Regions from separate parts of the Sus scrofa genome. Here region 1 is linked to region 2. The links are chromatin contacts, called in public Hi-C maps. All regions are on one chromosome and are shown on one strand. The core of a region is the stretch at or near the end of the contact, and the rest is flanking DNA. Distances in the headings are between cores, read along the strand shown.

Evidence for each region. A called contact is a pair of places that touch in the nucleus more often than the background predicts.
Region 1: a Hi-C map of liver shows a contact between it and region 2, with 1.6 times the contacts expected there. The contact joins the enhancer-like site here to the promoter of ALX4 in region 2. A contact is called at or near these places in 11 of 47 Hi-C or Micro-C datasets (brain, embryonic fibroblasts, epiblast stem cells and 5 more) and 1 of 2 datasets of contacts at active chromatin or transcription factors (skeletal muscle).

The regions. Positions count from the first base shown.
Region 1 is chr2:18,193,726-18,200,684 of Sscrofa11.1, forward strand. All of the region lies in intron 9 of EXT2 (exostosin-2), which reads right to left. Among named protein-coding and RNA genes, the nearest start is that of EXT2, 42 kb to the right of the region's middle. Within about 2 kb of position 3,501, at least 6 of the 83 cell types and tissues checked have an H3K27ac peak or open chromatin away from gene starts, as enhancers often do. A contact at or near this core is called in fetal liver and liver, where this site is marked.
Region 2 is chr2:18,068,129-18,075,732 of Sscrofa11.1, forward strand. ALX4 (homeobox protein aristaless-like 4) reads left to right here and starts at 2,598. Exons shown (of 4, transcript XM_021083157.1): 1 at 2,598-3,031; 2 at 3,840-4,150. The coding sequence starts at 2,956.

The DNA of each region.
Region 1 (6,959 bases), core at 2,251-4,750, 130 kb after region 2:
CGTGTAGTGCAAACTCTGGGGCCACCACTAAAAAAGTGGTTTTTTTAAAAAGGTGTAACTGGTATGCTAAGAAAAATGGAATCATATAAAATACTCAATTAAAACCACGAAAGACATAAAATGTGTGGAAGACAAAAACACAAACAAAGAACAAAGCCAACAAATAGAAAACAGTCCAATGTTAATCCAACTGTATCAATAATCACTTTAAATGTTAATGGTCTAAGTACAGCAATTAAAAGCTTGTCAGAGTAGATCAAAAGCCCCACTGTATGCTGTTTATGAGAAACCCATTAGAGACAAACATATAAAGACACATATAAATGAAAAGTAAAGGGATGGAGAAAGATAAAAAGTCAGTGAGACTGGCTATATTAATTTCAGATGGAGCAGACTTCAGAACAAGGAAAATGACCAGGAATAAAGAGTGGCATTTTATAACAATAAAGAGGTCAATACTCCAGGAAGACATAACAATCCCCAATGTGTATGCAACCAACAAAACAGCATCAAAATACATGAGGCAAAAATTGATAGGACTTCAAGGCCAAATAGATGAATCCACTGTCAGAGCTGGAGACTTCAGCACTCTGTATCGGAAGTGGACAAGATCCGGCAGGTGGAAAATCAGCACCGTGAACTGACATCTATAGACTATTACATCCCACAATAGCAGATTATACTTTCTTCTCAAGCTCAGATGTAACATTCACCAAGACAGACCACATTCAGGGCCATAAAACATACTTGAACAAACATGAAAGAATAGAACTCATACGATGTCTGCTCTCTGACCACAATGGAATTGAGTTAAAAATAGTGACATGGAGGAAACATGTCATTATGCATTTGCTAAACCCCACAGAATGTAAACCACCAAGAGCAAACCCTAATGTCCACTAGGGCCTCTGAGAGAAAAGGATGTGGGGGTGCCCTGTTAGCGGGGTTGTGCATCTGTGGGACAGGGAGTATATGGGAACTCTCCCTACATTCTGCTCAATTTTGCTATGGACCTAAAACTGCTCTGAGAAATAACATTTAGTAATTTAAAAAATTCTACCTGCACTTTGAGATCCATCTCCTCCTTGCAACTATACTGCGGCCCTTCTTTCCTAATTCATCTGATAGTTTTTACACAAGAGTCAGCATCTAGTCTCTGTCCTGTTGTTATCTTATGGGGGGGTAGGGAGAGACTTATCTTCCCAGTTAGACTGAAAACTCTGTGATGGCCCAAAACACAAAGCCAAATTTACTAGGCCCCACTCAAGGGCGAGGATTCAAAACACTAGCCCATCAGTACTACAGACCTAGGGGGTCTAGTGGGTTTCTGTGGGTTCTCACAGCTCCTTCACACGCTATCCTGCAGTTCTTCTAGAGTAAGGCCCAAGCATCCTGGGAAAAAGGAACAGACTAAAGCCACAGATGGTCATCCTCAATGTCTTGTTTTTCCCACCAGCAGCAACAAAGCAGGATGAGACTTGGCTTATTCACCAGTAGGGTCTCTTATTTTCAGTTGTGCCACTGCAGGGGAACAGCCAAGCACCGTTTACAATTATAAATGCAGCTGTGGCCTAGTGCAAGCTCTGATGTCTCGCACCTAATGAGCAGATTTCTGCTCTTCTCCCAGGATCTCATATAGAACCCAATAACACTTGCTGGGAATTAACCTCTCCTAAGATTTAATCTCAAGTGTATTTTTACTTTATCCCATATTCCCTGCCTTCTGAAAATATATTAGAATTCAGAACCCACAGAAAGCTTGTTGTTGTTTCATCTCGTTTAAAAGAGTCTCTACCCAGCTGGCATCCAGGTAGTGAAAAGAAAAATAAAATTCCCTTGTATATTAGCAACTATGGTTATCAAATGCGAACATCCGAAATGGGCCCTGTCTTCAGTTGGAAAACAGAAAAACAGAGGCAAAGAGAAGCAACCTATAAACCATCACCAATATAGGCATGTCCCAAAAGACATGCTTATCTCACTGTAAAGGGCAAATGCCCCTGGAGAAAAGGTGAGAAAAGTGAACCTTTTAATCATACGCCACAAATTTTCCCCAGGCCCAAGGCTGACACTAAAGCTTTGTCACTACAGGCCATCTATTAGCCTCTAAGTTTCACCTTCCCCCTTTATAAAAATGAGAACAACAATTCCTTCATCCTAAGGCAGTTCCTACTACAGTAAGAGAGCCGGGCATCAACATAAATGTCAAATGGAAAGTGTAAGCTCAGGACCACAGAGCAAGACCCAGTAAAACCAGGCCTGTCTCTTCTGATGCCTGGGTACCTGCTAAAAACTCAACCTTTGCTCTGAGGCAGGAAGAGACCCTGCCAAAGTGTCCTTTGCACTAAGGAGTCTCAGTAATATGCTATTTGAATTGTAAAAAAGCAGAGCAACTCAATAGAGATCACTGGCTCCTTTTCTAAGCCAAACACATCTTAAGCAGAAGGCATTTTCTACTCAATATTCTTAGAATGAGAGGTTTGATTTCTTGCCAAAGAAGCTATACTGAAGTCATCTAATATCCATGGGTCCCTGGATTTGCCTCTCAACACTAAAGCTTTCACTCTTGTTCCTTAGGCTAGAAGCCAAGCAGATGTGGGAGAGCAACCCGTGCTATTTCCATCTCTTCTTGCAAGACCTAGAAAGGATCTGGAGGACAGCGAAAGGTGCAGCTGGGCTCATCTGATCCAGAGGCAGCAGGACTGACAATGCAAGCCCCATGGTACTTTCACTACACCATCGTCACCATTGGTTAGGCTCCGTGGCACCAAAGATGGCTTGATTTGCATGTCTCAGCTGTGTGTGTGTGTGTGTGTGTGTGTGTGTGTGTGTGTGTGTCTTTCAAAAGAAGTCAGAAGAAAAAGGGTTTTGTAAAAACCTGCAGGTAGGGGAGGACTGCAAATACCTGCAGGGAATGCACAAATGTTATGCGCTCCTGTCCTGTGGGAAGTAAGGAGGGATGGAGGAGGACGAGGGGGTAGCCTGAGTCGTGTTTCTTGACATGTGACAGGCAGCTCCTGAAATAGAAAGCCACAGGTTTCAGGTCTCAGGGGTATCACCTTCAAATATGTCAAGGTTCTAAGGGTGGATCAGTTTTCCCAACTGCTGGCCCCCTGCTGTGAGGAGAGACCCCAAGCAAAACACAAGCCTCCAACTGGGAGCCTTTGAGGCGGCAGGAGCCGTGAGGAGTTCAAAGGCAAGGCCGGCCCGCGGCTTGCACCTCCAAGAGCCACGGGGTGAAAGGTTACTAAAGCAGGGGCCGCTGACCAATGAAACTGTATTTGGTCAAACCTTCTCAGCAAAGAGACTGGAGATTCATTTCTGCTGTGCCCTGTTTTACCCACAGCTCTGAATCCCACTGTTTGCCTGATCAGACGGGGGAGCTTCTTTAGTCATCGGCAGCTGACCAGCTCTCTCCGGGTTGGATCCACAGAATAGCTGAGAGGTGGATTAGAAACCTTTAGTCAGGGGCTGTCACCAAAAACAAATAAATAAGAGCACGGCTTGGGTCAACCAGTTGTAAAGGAATCTTCCCCGGGGTGAGCTTCTCCATGTTTGCTATGCTAAAGCCAGGAGAAAGCAAGCGGAGGTTTGTTTGGTTAGAGAAGGCAAATACCAAACCAGTCTCGCTCCAGCAGGCAAACTTGAAAGGCCTGCCCTTTTTAATTAAGACACACACACAAACAGAGTACGTGAAGGGACTAAGGACCGACGTGAAGGCTTGGTCCACCCCACGTCATGCCAAGCAGGGCCATGATCCCCCTCCACTCCGCTTCCCCAGGAGCAACAAGGCCAGAGAAGGCCAAGGAGCTGCTCTTTGGCAGGTTCTTTTTATTCTGGCTGTGGATACTAACTCAGCAGTCAGGTCGCATGGGAGCCCTTTCCACTGTCCCCACACAGTCCCAGAGAGAGAGAAGCTGACAACTGCGTGGGTCCTTGGCTGCTTATTACGGGTCCAGCTGACCAGAGCTCTCTATCAACTGCTTGTGGCTGAGAAGTTCCTTCCTCTGATTACGTGTTATTAAGACAAGCTCTTAGAGTTCCTGTGGTGGCTCAGTGGGTTAAGAACCCAACTAGTATCCACAAGGATGCAGGTTCGATCCCTGGCCTCACTCAGTGGGTTAAGGATCCAGCATTGCTGCAAGCTGCAGTATAGGTTGCAGATGCAGCTCGGATCCAGGGTTGCCCTGGCTGTGGCATAGGCCGGCTGCTGCCGATCCAGTTGGACCCCTAGCTCCAGGAACTTCCCTATGCTGCAGGTGCAGCTCTAAAAAGAAAAAGAAAGGGGGGAAAAAAAAAAGACTATCTCTCTTGTTGATCCTGAGTGGAAACCCAATGTATGTTTCCCAAACTGGGACTCTGAACCAAGGGAGAAGTTAAAAATACCTACGCTTGCTTTGCCAGTGGTTCTCTGTTCTTCCCCCTGCCCTTTCTTTTTTTTTTTTTTTTTTGTCTTTTTGCTATTTCTTTGGGCCGCTTCCACGGCATATGGAGGTTCCCAGGCTAGGGGTCTAATCGGAGCTGTAGCCGCTGGCCGACGCCAGAGCCACAGCAACACGGGATCTGAGCCGCGTCTGCAACCTACACCACAGCTCACGGCAACGCCGGATCGTTAACCCACTGAGCAAGGGCAGGGACCGAACTCGCAACCTCATGGTTCCTAGTCGGATTCGTTAACCACTGCACCACGACGGGAACTCCCCCCCCCCACCCCCACCCTTTCTTAAGTGAAGGATCACATAGAGAAAAACTGAGGTGCATCATGGCAAAGACTGGCAAGAGAAATCCATGTCCCACCCCTCACCCAAAGAGCACTGGAGAATCTGGATGGGAGAGCATTGAAAGAACTCAGCCCTCAGTCTGCAGTTTCAAATGAAATACAAATAATACATATATAAGACCTCAAGACCTAGCCTAATTCACCTCGAAGTTAAGACTTCAAATACTTGAGGGCAAACCACTTGCTCCTTTCAATACAAAGTACTAGACTCTGAAAGACAGCAAGTGAACTGCTCACCTCCTATTAAAGTCTTTTCAAAATGGGAGATAAGTACACATTTAAATACAACCAATTAGCCTTGAAGATACAAGGAGAGAGAGAACCGTATTGCCAGAAACAGTTTACAGGAGTCACTTCTGTACCAATCCTGGTCTCATTCAGTTTATTAAAAGGTCTTCAAGTGAAAAATCTTTCGGTGAAACAAATATACATGATTGCTGTCTTGCATTCCCAAGAAGAGCAGCTTAGAATTATAAGATTAACTGTGTTATTATAAAGCTGAAAATACTCAGGCAGCTCCAAATTCTCTCAATCTCTTTAATGCTGTGTCAGAAAAACATGTAAAAATATGAAATAATCTATACTGATTTAAAAATATAGACAGAAATCTAATGAATTGGTTTGACCTTTACTGATGACTTGACAATAATGAATTCTACCAAACGTATCAACAGTTGATAATTTACTAGTAAACAAACCCAGATATTTTTCTAAGTAGGCATACAATGAATTCACAAAACCTGCACTTTGTTTCCTGTAATGAGCAGTTATTTCTCAAAAATGCTTCACAAATAGTCCCACCCTGTAGGAAACCAGCCCCAAAGAGTCAGACAGTCCTTATATAGCCTGCAAATTAATATTTAACACTTTCATTAGCAAGGCCATTTCCTGAAGTAACACCCCATACTGGGGACTCATTACAAAGGATTAACCCATGGTTAACTCTGACCAATGTTCAAAGAGGAAACTGACCACTCCCTATGTCTACACCCCTTGAAAAGACTGTGTCATGAAGACTGTTCACAATTGTATATTCACTTGAGAACTTCCAATATACTTATTTGTACATATTTTCAGTAACTTTATTAAAATCGTACCATCAATAAGAATGTCCAGTTCAGTAAACATCTTAATTAGAGGATATCAATTTATCTGAAATGTACAAAAGAAGTAGTTTTGTTGCTTTGGAGTTTGAGGCATTTTATTTTGTTTAATTGCTCGTTTGGTTTTCATACCTAATTACTCTCCCCATAGGAGCCATGTGAGTAATGAAACAAACCAGTGTTTTTCATTGTTACCGCCATGAAAATCATCAATCCTAGATCAATGGCCATATAATTTGACTAACTTACTGCAAAAATCCCTTGCTTTTGCCTCAACCTCAAGTTAAATGGGTATTTTTTAATTGAGCACACCTGCAAAAAAGTGCTCACAGCCAAAACTATTTGAAAAACAAAAAATAACGTGTCTGTGTCAAGAGTGCTGAGCAGTTAAAAATATACGTCCACTGGATTTTGCTTATCTCCACTGACCTCTTCCTGAAAGCTCTCGTGAGGGCAGAGCAGGCAGATATAAAGTAGATGCCCGCCAGCCCTCCGGAGTCGAGGCTGGAACGCTGGCAGGAGAAGGAGGGTGAGGATGCACTTCCTGAAATGCCTGGAAAAACACTCTGGTCAGGAGATGCCAGAGATTTCAAAGCTCCATCAACCACTGGCCCTGATCCAGGTAATGGTTTTTCCTTCTCCTCAGTTGTCTGCTGCTAGAGTTTTCCAGCAAAGAGAGAAAGGAAAAGTGGCAGAGGAGAAGGAGGAGCAGCTTCCAGTCCACTCTCTGTAACCGAGAGGGTGACACTTATGGAGGGTCTGGCACTTCCCTGAAGCAGCCTGGGAGGGTTACTGCAGGTTAGCAATCTGGTCTAAAAGGGGCTGCGATGCAGACTGATGAAAGTTCCTTCAAATTTGATAACAGCGATGCCGTGGACACAGAGACAGCGAGCTGGAGCTGGCAGAGACAAGCGGGCATCGGTCCAGCCGGTCAGACGGCCTTTAGGGAAAAAAAAATCACCCATTGTAAACCTGGCCCCCCTCGCCCTCCAGGGCTGCCCAACTTGCCTGAAAGCACACATTGCCAGCAGACTAGCATTTCAAACCAGGAGATGAAAATAAAAACGCTTGGAAAG
Region 2 (7,604 bases), core at 1,348-3,847:
AGCCCAGCACCGTCACCCATCCCATCCCTGGCGCCCACCTGTCTCCAACAGGCTGGTTAAACTCGGCGTCACCTGCGGAACAGCCGCGAGCACTGCAGCTATTGATTCAGGAGGATGGAAGGCTCAAGGTGTGGCGGCTGCCTCCACGTACGTGTCCACAGTGGTGTCTGGGGGAGGCCCCTGGAGGTTTAGAACCAGGACCAATGAGCCACAACAACAGGAGACAGACACGGACGGGGCCTGAGGGCCAACAGTCCAGCTGGTCTGCCGGCTGGGAGCTCTCTGTCACCAAAGCCTGGATGACAGCACTTGGTGGAGATGCTGTAGGGTGACAGCAGGTGGAGATAAATGCCCCCGAGGCTGGGATGTTGGGACTCATTACCTGAGAGGGCCCTCCTTGGCTTGTCATTCTGGGCAGCTGGCTAAGTCACAGAACCCTGGGGAAATTTTCCTTTGCTGTCTCAGTGAGGGGCCCAGCCTCGGAATGTAAAGCCAGATGACCAGTAATCAACACTGAGATTTAGAAGGGTAATTCCCTCTCTGGGAACCAGAGAACCTCGGTTTGCCAGACTCCCTTCCATCTCTAAGCCTTTCCAGTTAGCAGGTGTTTGCCTGTACGGACATGCGCCCCGCCCCCGCCCCAACTCCAGAGCCTAAGGGGAAGGTCCCACTGGTGCTTAAGGCAGGAGGCCGAAACTGTAACATGGTCCCCGCTTGCGCTCCCACTCCAGACGGGGTGGGCTCCAGACGGGGCGTGCCTGCTCCCATTTGCCGATGAGGCTCTGAGACTTAAAAGGCATCGTCCCAAGTCACAGGCAGACTGTGGGAGAGCTGGGACCAGATCTCGCAACCCTTGGTCTTGTGATCTTTGCACACGATATGCTGTCATCCCACGCCTGCCCCTTCGTTCTGTCTCGTTGGGGGGCGATTGGAGGGGGGGAATGGAGGCTTACTTCCTGCTTGGAAAGCTGGGCATTCTGCCGCCTCTCCTGGGCTGAGCCTAGAACCAGCTCAGGGTTGAGGGGCTTCCTCCTTGCAGCCTGGTCCTCTGCCCCCAGGATCCTCGGAGTAGAGGACCGACCAAGGACTAATTAGGGCACATTTCCGGCATTCTAAGTCCTCAGTGTCCCTGGAATTAACATGAGGCGTTTGGTCCCTACCAACTCTCACTTTTTTTTTTTTTTTTTTCTTTTTAGGGCCTCACCTGTGGCATATGGAGGTTCCCAGGCTAGGGGTCCAACCGGAGTTGTAGCCACTGGCCTACACCACAGTCACAGCTACACGGGCTCCAAGCCGTGTCTGCGACCTACACCACAGCTTATGGCAACACCGGATCCTTAACCCCCTGATCGAGGCCAGGGATCGAACCTGCATCCTCATGGATACTAGTCAGATTCATTTCCGCTGCACCACAACAGGAACTCTGACCTTTGCTTCTTATAACACAGCGTTTCCTCTGCACGGCACAGCCCCTGTTGCTGTGTGGGGTAGTCCTGATCCCAGGCTGAATGCCAGAGGATACTGTGAGGTTCCGTGAGGTCATGGCATGGGGCTTGGGGGGCACTGCTTGGGCAGAAGGGGCAGGGGCTGCCCCCCTCGTCTGGCCTCCAGGAAGTTGCATAACAGAGATGTTTATTTTTGGTGAGGCTGGGTGGGATTTCTTCTCTTAAAAAAAAAAAAAAAAAAAAAAAAAAAAACTCAAAACATAAAACTTATTTGTCTGCCAGGAAGATAAATATCTTTGCTGAAAGCTCTTGGCTCGGCTGCCAGCTGCAGTTTGCAGAATGCTGTCACCGAAGCCGTGGTAGTCTGCGTGCGCCTGGGCTCACATGGCTGTCATACATGATGCCTGAGGGCTGGCCCCCCACCCCGCTGGCATCGACGCTGCCGGTGGCCCCCGGGGATGGCCGCCCAAAGCCGCTTCCAGGCCCACTCTGGGCATTCACCTCTGCCCGCTTTTCTGCAGTGCCTTGGTGGGAGGTGAGGAGGACAGAGGCAAAATGGCCTTGTCGGCTTCCCCAGCACAAAGAGAGTCCCCAGTCTACACAGAAAGCCAGGGATGAGAGTGAACCTGAAGCTCCAGCCCCAGAACCCAGGCAGCGTCAGGAGGCCTGGGCTAGAGGCATGGTCTTGACACTTAATGTCCACTGCTCAGATCTCTTTTCCCAGAAGAAGAGACCGAGGGTCAGAGGGGTTGGTGCTCACACCAGCCACAAATGGTTGTCATGGTCAGAGCTTTCACGAGTGAAAGGTCTTGTCACCTGCTCCGCACACGTCTTATTAACACGGGTGTTATTTCGCTCTACAAGCGTCACAGTCAATGGAATTTGGCTCAGAGAGGGACCCACACCCCTGTCTCCAGACACCAGCCCAACACCCCTCCCACCACACCCGCGCTCACTCCTGCTCTTGGGTGCCCCGGGGAGGGCCTGCCCATGTGGAGGGCTTCTCCAGGGTCGGAATCTTCTGCTGCTCACAAGTCCAGACCAAAAGTGGGAGTTCCTAGCTGTATGGACAGAAGCCTGTGCGGCCCACATGTCAGCCTTTTTAATCCCACAAGATCCTAGAGACGTCTTCCTCCCCATTTTATAGGGAGGGAAACTGAGGCACAGAGGTTAAGTGAACCGTGCAAAACACACAGCTGGGGAGTCACGCACGTGACATTCACACCCTGGTACCAGTCCCAGAGCCTGTGCTCTAACCTCTGCCCTGGAGTGAGTGTGTCTGCTCAGGGTGCTAAGTGTGTGGTTTGGACACGAACAAGCTACTCCTCGTCCCAGCCTCCCACCCTGGCCGCCGCCTCCCCACCCTCAACCTGCATGGGTGGATTGGCCCTTCCAGCTCTGAACGTCTGGGCATCAGCCAGCAGAGCCCCGTTCTTTTAGACAGCAATGGCTGTGGGCCCGGCCGTGAGCTTTATATAAATCTGCTGGGGCCCCTGTCACCGTCCTGGGCATGGAGGGGGAGGCGCCCACCGTCCTGAGTACACGCAGCCCCCACCTGGAGGGGCAGGACGCTGTCGGACCCTTAGGTGAGACCGGTGCAGAGGGCTAGGGGATGGGCCCCCTCAGCACTGGATTCTCAGGCAGTCTCCATCGTCCCCCCTGAACCCCACATAGGACCAGACCGGGAAAGGAGGGGCCTCCTCTCTTCACCCCAAACCCTGTGGGGCCAAAGCTCCACTCTGGGAGCCTGAAGCCCTGAGACAGCATCCTCAGTGCCTGAGGAGAAGTTCTAGCAAAGGGAGGCCTTCTGCAGGGAGAAGCCCAGGGCCAGTGGGGTGGAGATTAAATGGAGCAGAGGTCGAATTGGCTGACCCAGAGTCACAGAACATTGGAGCTGAAGAAGGCCTGATCGGAGATTTTTTTTTTCTTTTTTTGCTTTTTAGGGCCACACCTGAAGCATGTGGAAGCTTCCAGGCTAGGGCTCAAAGCAGAGCTGCAGCTGCCAGCCTATGCCACGGCCACAGCAACGCAGGATCCGAGCCGCGTCTGTGACCTACACCACAGCTCACGGCAAGGCAGATCCTTAACCCACTGAGTGAGGCCAGGGATCGAACCCGAATCCTCAGGGATACCAGTTGGGCTCGTTACCATGGAGCCACAACGGGATCGTCCTCATTCTGAGATGATTGATGGATGGCAGAGGCTCAGAGAGGGAAAGGGACTCATCCATGGTCACACAGCCTGTTCATGGCAAGCCAGGGTTAGAACCCGGGCCTCCTGACCTCACGTCCAGTACATCCCCAAGAGGGGGAGGCAGCAGGTGGCTCCCTGACCCTTCCTCCTCTCGTGCTGGGTTCAGTCTTCGGTGTTTGACCTTGTTTCCTCCCCCCGCAGCCAAGGAGAGCTCCCTGGGGGAGCCGGAGTTGCCGCCCGACTCTGACACCGTGGGGATGGACAGCAGCTACCTCAGTGTGAAGGAAGCTGGGGTGAAGGGGCCCCAGGACCGCGCCAGCGCCGACCTCCCCAGCCCACTGGAGAAGGCCGACTCCGAGAGCAACAAGGGCAAGAAGCGGCGGAACCGAACCACCTTCACCAGCTACCAGCTGGAGGAGCTGGAGAAGGTCTTCCAGAAGACCCACTACCCCGACGTGTACGCGCGGGAGCAGCTGGCCATGAGGACGGACCTCACCGAGGCCCGCGTGCAGGTCAGAGAGGGCGCCTGGGGTGGGCGTGGGAGAGCAGGGCCTGCCCTTGGCCTGGCGGCTGGAGCGGGGACCCCCTGACTGTCCCCAGGTGCACGGGGGCTTCCGGCACCAACGTCCAAGGGGCCCATCTCTCGTGTCCCTGCGCCAACCAGAGCCCAGCCTGCTTGTATTCACTTGACTATCTGGCTTCTTGCTCTTTTGGAGCCAGGGAAGGGCTCCCAGGGGAGGGGCAGGAAGCCTGCCAGCAGGACTTCTGAGCTCTCTGGGGTGTGAGTCCAGGCCCTTTCATGAAGCAGGTGATGACTGGGGGGCTTATCTCTTACAAAGGAAACAGTTTGACAAACTTAAGACATCCATAGTGGCCCAGCAGGCAGACGTGGAGAAAATCCAGTGGTTTTTTTGCTCAGGATGGCTGGCTCCGCCTCCATCTTTCAGGTTCCAACTCAATATGCCTCCTCTAGGAAGTCCTTCTAACCACCATGCCTAAAGCAGTAGCCCCTACCATCATCCAACCACCAAAACACTCACCCAGCAGAGCCCAACACAGCTCAACACAATGCAACAGACACAGTGCAACATAACCCAGACCAACACAGTTCAACACAGCACAACGCAACACAGCTCAACCCAATTACAGAGCCCACAGATCCCAACCCAATGCAGCTCAACCCAATAACAGAACCCCCAAAGCCCAACACAACAAACCCCAACACAGCTCAACCCAACCCAACCCAGCACCATAGGATCCAATAGAATTCAACCCAACCCAACCCAACTCAGCCCAAACTAACACAACACAACACTGGCCAACTAGGTCACCTTCTACCACATTATCCTATTTTATCTTCTTTGTAGAATTTATGACTGGCTTAAATTATTTTACCTGGGGAGTTACTTCTGTGGCTCAGTGGTAACAAACCCGACGAGTATCCATGAGGACTCGGGTTTGATCCCTGGCCTCGCTCAGTGGGTTAAGGATCCCATGTTGCCGTGAGCTGTGGTGTAGGTCGCAGACACAGCTCAGATCCAGCGTTGCTGTGGCTGTGGCCTTGGCCGACAGCTGCATCTCTGATTTGACCTCTGGCCTGGAAACTTCCATGTGCTGTGGGTACGGCCCTAAAAAGACCAAAAAAAAAAAAAAATTGTTTTATCTGTCTCATTTCACTAGAATGTGAGTGCCTTGAGGGGAGGTACTATCTGATTTCCATCACTGTATTCCTACCAGTTAGAGAAGGCCAAACAGAACAACAAAGGCAAAAAATGAATGTATGTATGTGGACCAGCTGACCTCTGTCCAGAGAGGTGTGGCTCCCCTCCTTCCATGAAATCACAGCAAAGAAAGCACCAGAAAGGAAGCAAAGCCCTCCAAGGACCCAAAACACAGGTGACAAGATCCAGGCTGTCAAGCTTCAGCATAACACAAAAGAAATGTCATGTCCAGCCTGCTTTTCCAACCCAGAGCATGTTACAAAGAGCAAATCAGATGTTGGCAGTTCTTCCCCCTTCAGTGGGCTGCAGAATCAACAGCTTGAGAGCAAAGAGGAGTGTTGTTTTGTTTTGTTTTTTAAGCCACACAGCTCAGCTGAGGGTCCTTTCAGCACCAAGGCAAAGAGCGCTGTTACTTAGCAGACCCCACAGAGACCCCCTACTGTATTCATGCACTAAAGAATCTCCAGCAGTGTTTCTAAGGCGTCCATAAAAGGGTCATCCATCTCAGCCATGCTCTGCTTAATAAGGCAGCGGCATCTGCATTGGGGTCCAGAAATGTTTCATCTCATATGGCTAATGGGAAAAAGGACCGGGAGTTGTCAACGAACACACAGCCACCCAGAAATGGCAAGGAGCCCAAGGGATTTTGGAACGGTCGGGTCATTTAACCATAGGTCCCTGAGGACAGGCTTCCCGGCTTATCCTCTCCAGCTCACAGGCAATGTTTGCAGAAGGAAACATTGGCACTCCAGAAACCCTCTCACCGCCCTGCCCCACCATCTCACTTGATGCGGGATAACCAGCCTTGCAAATTCCAGTGCCTCGGGGTCTGGATGGGAACCCCAGCCTCTGGCCTCAGCTCAGCCAGTGGATTTGGGAGGAGCCAAAAGTGTAGTTGGTGGGCCCTGGTCGTTGTCCTGTGGGTGCTGTGTTGGTGTGGGGCAAACCATTTGTTTTCTGTGTCCTAATAAATGGACCGGAGGGCCCGGGAATCTAATTCACTTGGTATGGAAAGAAGGATGGGCCTTCTGGTACACATGGAAATGACATTGAAGTAGGTTTAGCATTTTTCAGGCACCACAGCACAGCTAACATAGAGTGGTCTCTCTGCACACACACGCGCGCACACTCACACTTATACACATGCGCACATTGGTGCCTACTTCCGAGAAGGAGCTGAGGTAGCTAACAATTAAAGATTTATTATTTTCATCCAAGAACAAGAGCGATGTCATGAAATAGGAAGGTGATTATGCCAAAGATCTAGGCTAAGGATCCTAAGTGGGCACTCAGCCCAAATTTCCTCCCTGAGCTTCCTGGCAGCCAAGGCAGAAAGGGAAACTCTGATAGCTTATCATCCAAGGGGAGGACCAAGGATTTTGAGACTGCCAGTGCTGGAAAGGATCACCTGGTCCTCTCCTTTGATATCGAGGAAGAAGAGGCCCAGAGGCGGAAACAGTTGCCTGTCACCAGGTGACTCGGGAAAGGCGATTCAGTGGCAGTGCTGAGACCACCATGTGGGATCCTGAGTTCCAGCCCAGTGCTTCTTCTGCTTTAGTCTGTGTACAGGACACAGGCCAGATTGTGCTGAGACTTTTCTTTGTACAAAGGCAGCAGGGTGGGTGGGATCGTCCTGTGCGTCAGAGCCCGGGGTTGCCCCTGGCCGTGCCCCGGCGGTGGGGGGAGCCGTGATTGCTGCGTTTGTTTGGGGTCCATACCCGGCTGGTGGGAAGCCAGGTGCCTGGTGTAGGGTGGCAGTGGGGACAGGGAGGGGGCGATGGGGCCCGCGAGATGGACCTTTTCTGGGAAGGAGTCTGGGGTTTGGCCCCGCTCCAGGGGCGGCAGGGGCCTCCCTCTGCTGTCTGGGATTCCAGTCTCCGCAGCTGGTGTCTGAAGACAATAAGACGGAGGCGTCCCCGCCCTGGGCCACCCCGCCCTGGCCCCAGATGGGCTGCGGTTAGCGAGGCCTCCTCCAAGACGGTTGGTTCCTTGGGGAGAGGCCTGTGTGGAGTGGGCCCAGGCTGGGGTGGGCCTGGAGCAGGGTGGTCCTGGGGTGTGACACGCAGAATGGGAACCTGGGACCCCGCGGTCCCCTCTCCTCCCTGGGGTTGCCCAGTGGGGGCAGGTCTAGGGCTGCAGAACTGGGGCCTGGAGCATCTAGGGTGCAGCCATCAGAGCCCCAGGTCAGACGGGAAGGCTGCCGTGAGCCTCAGGGCCTTTGGATGTGCGCACAGAAGGGGCCCGT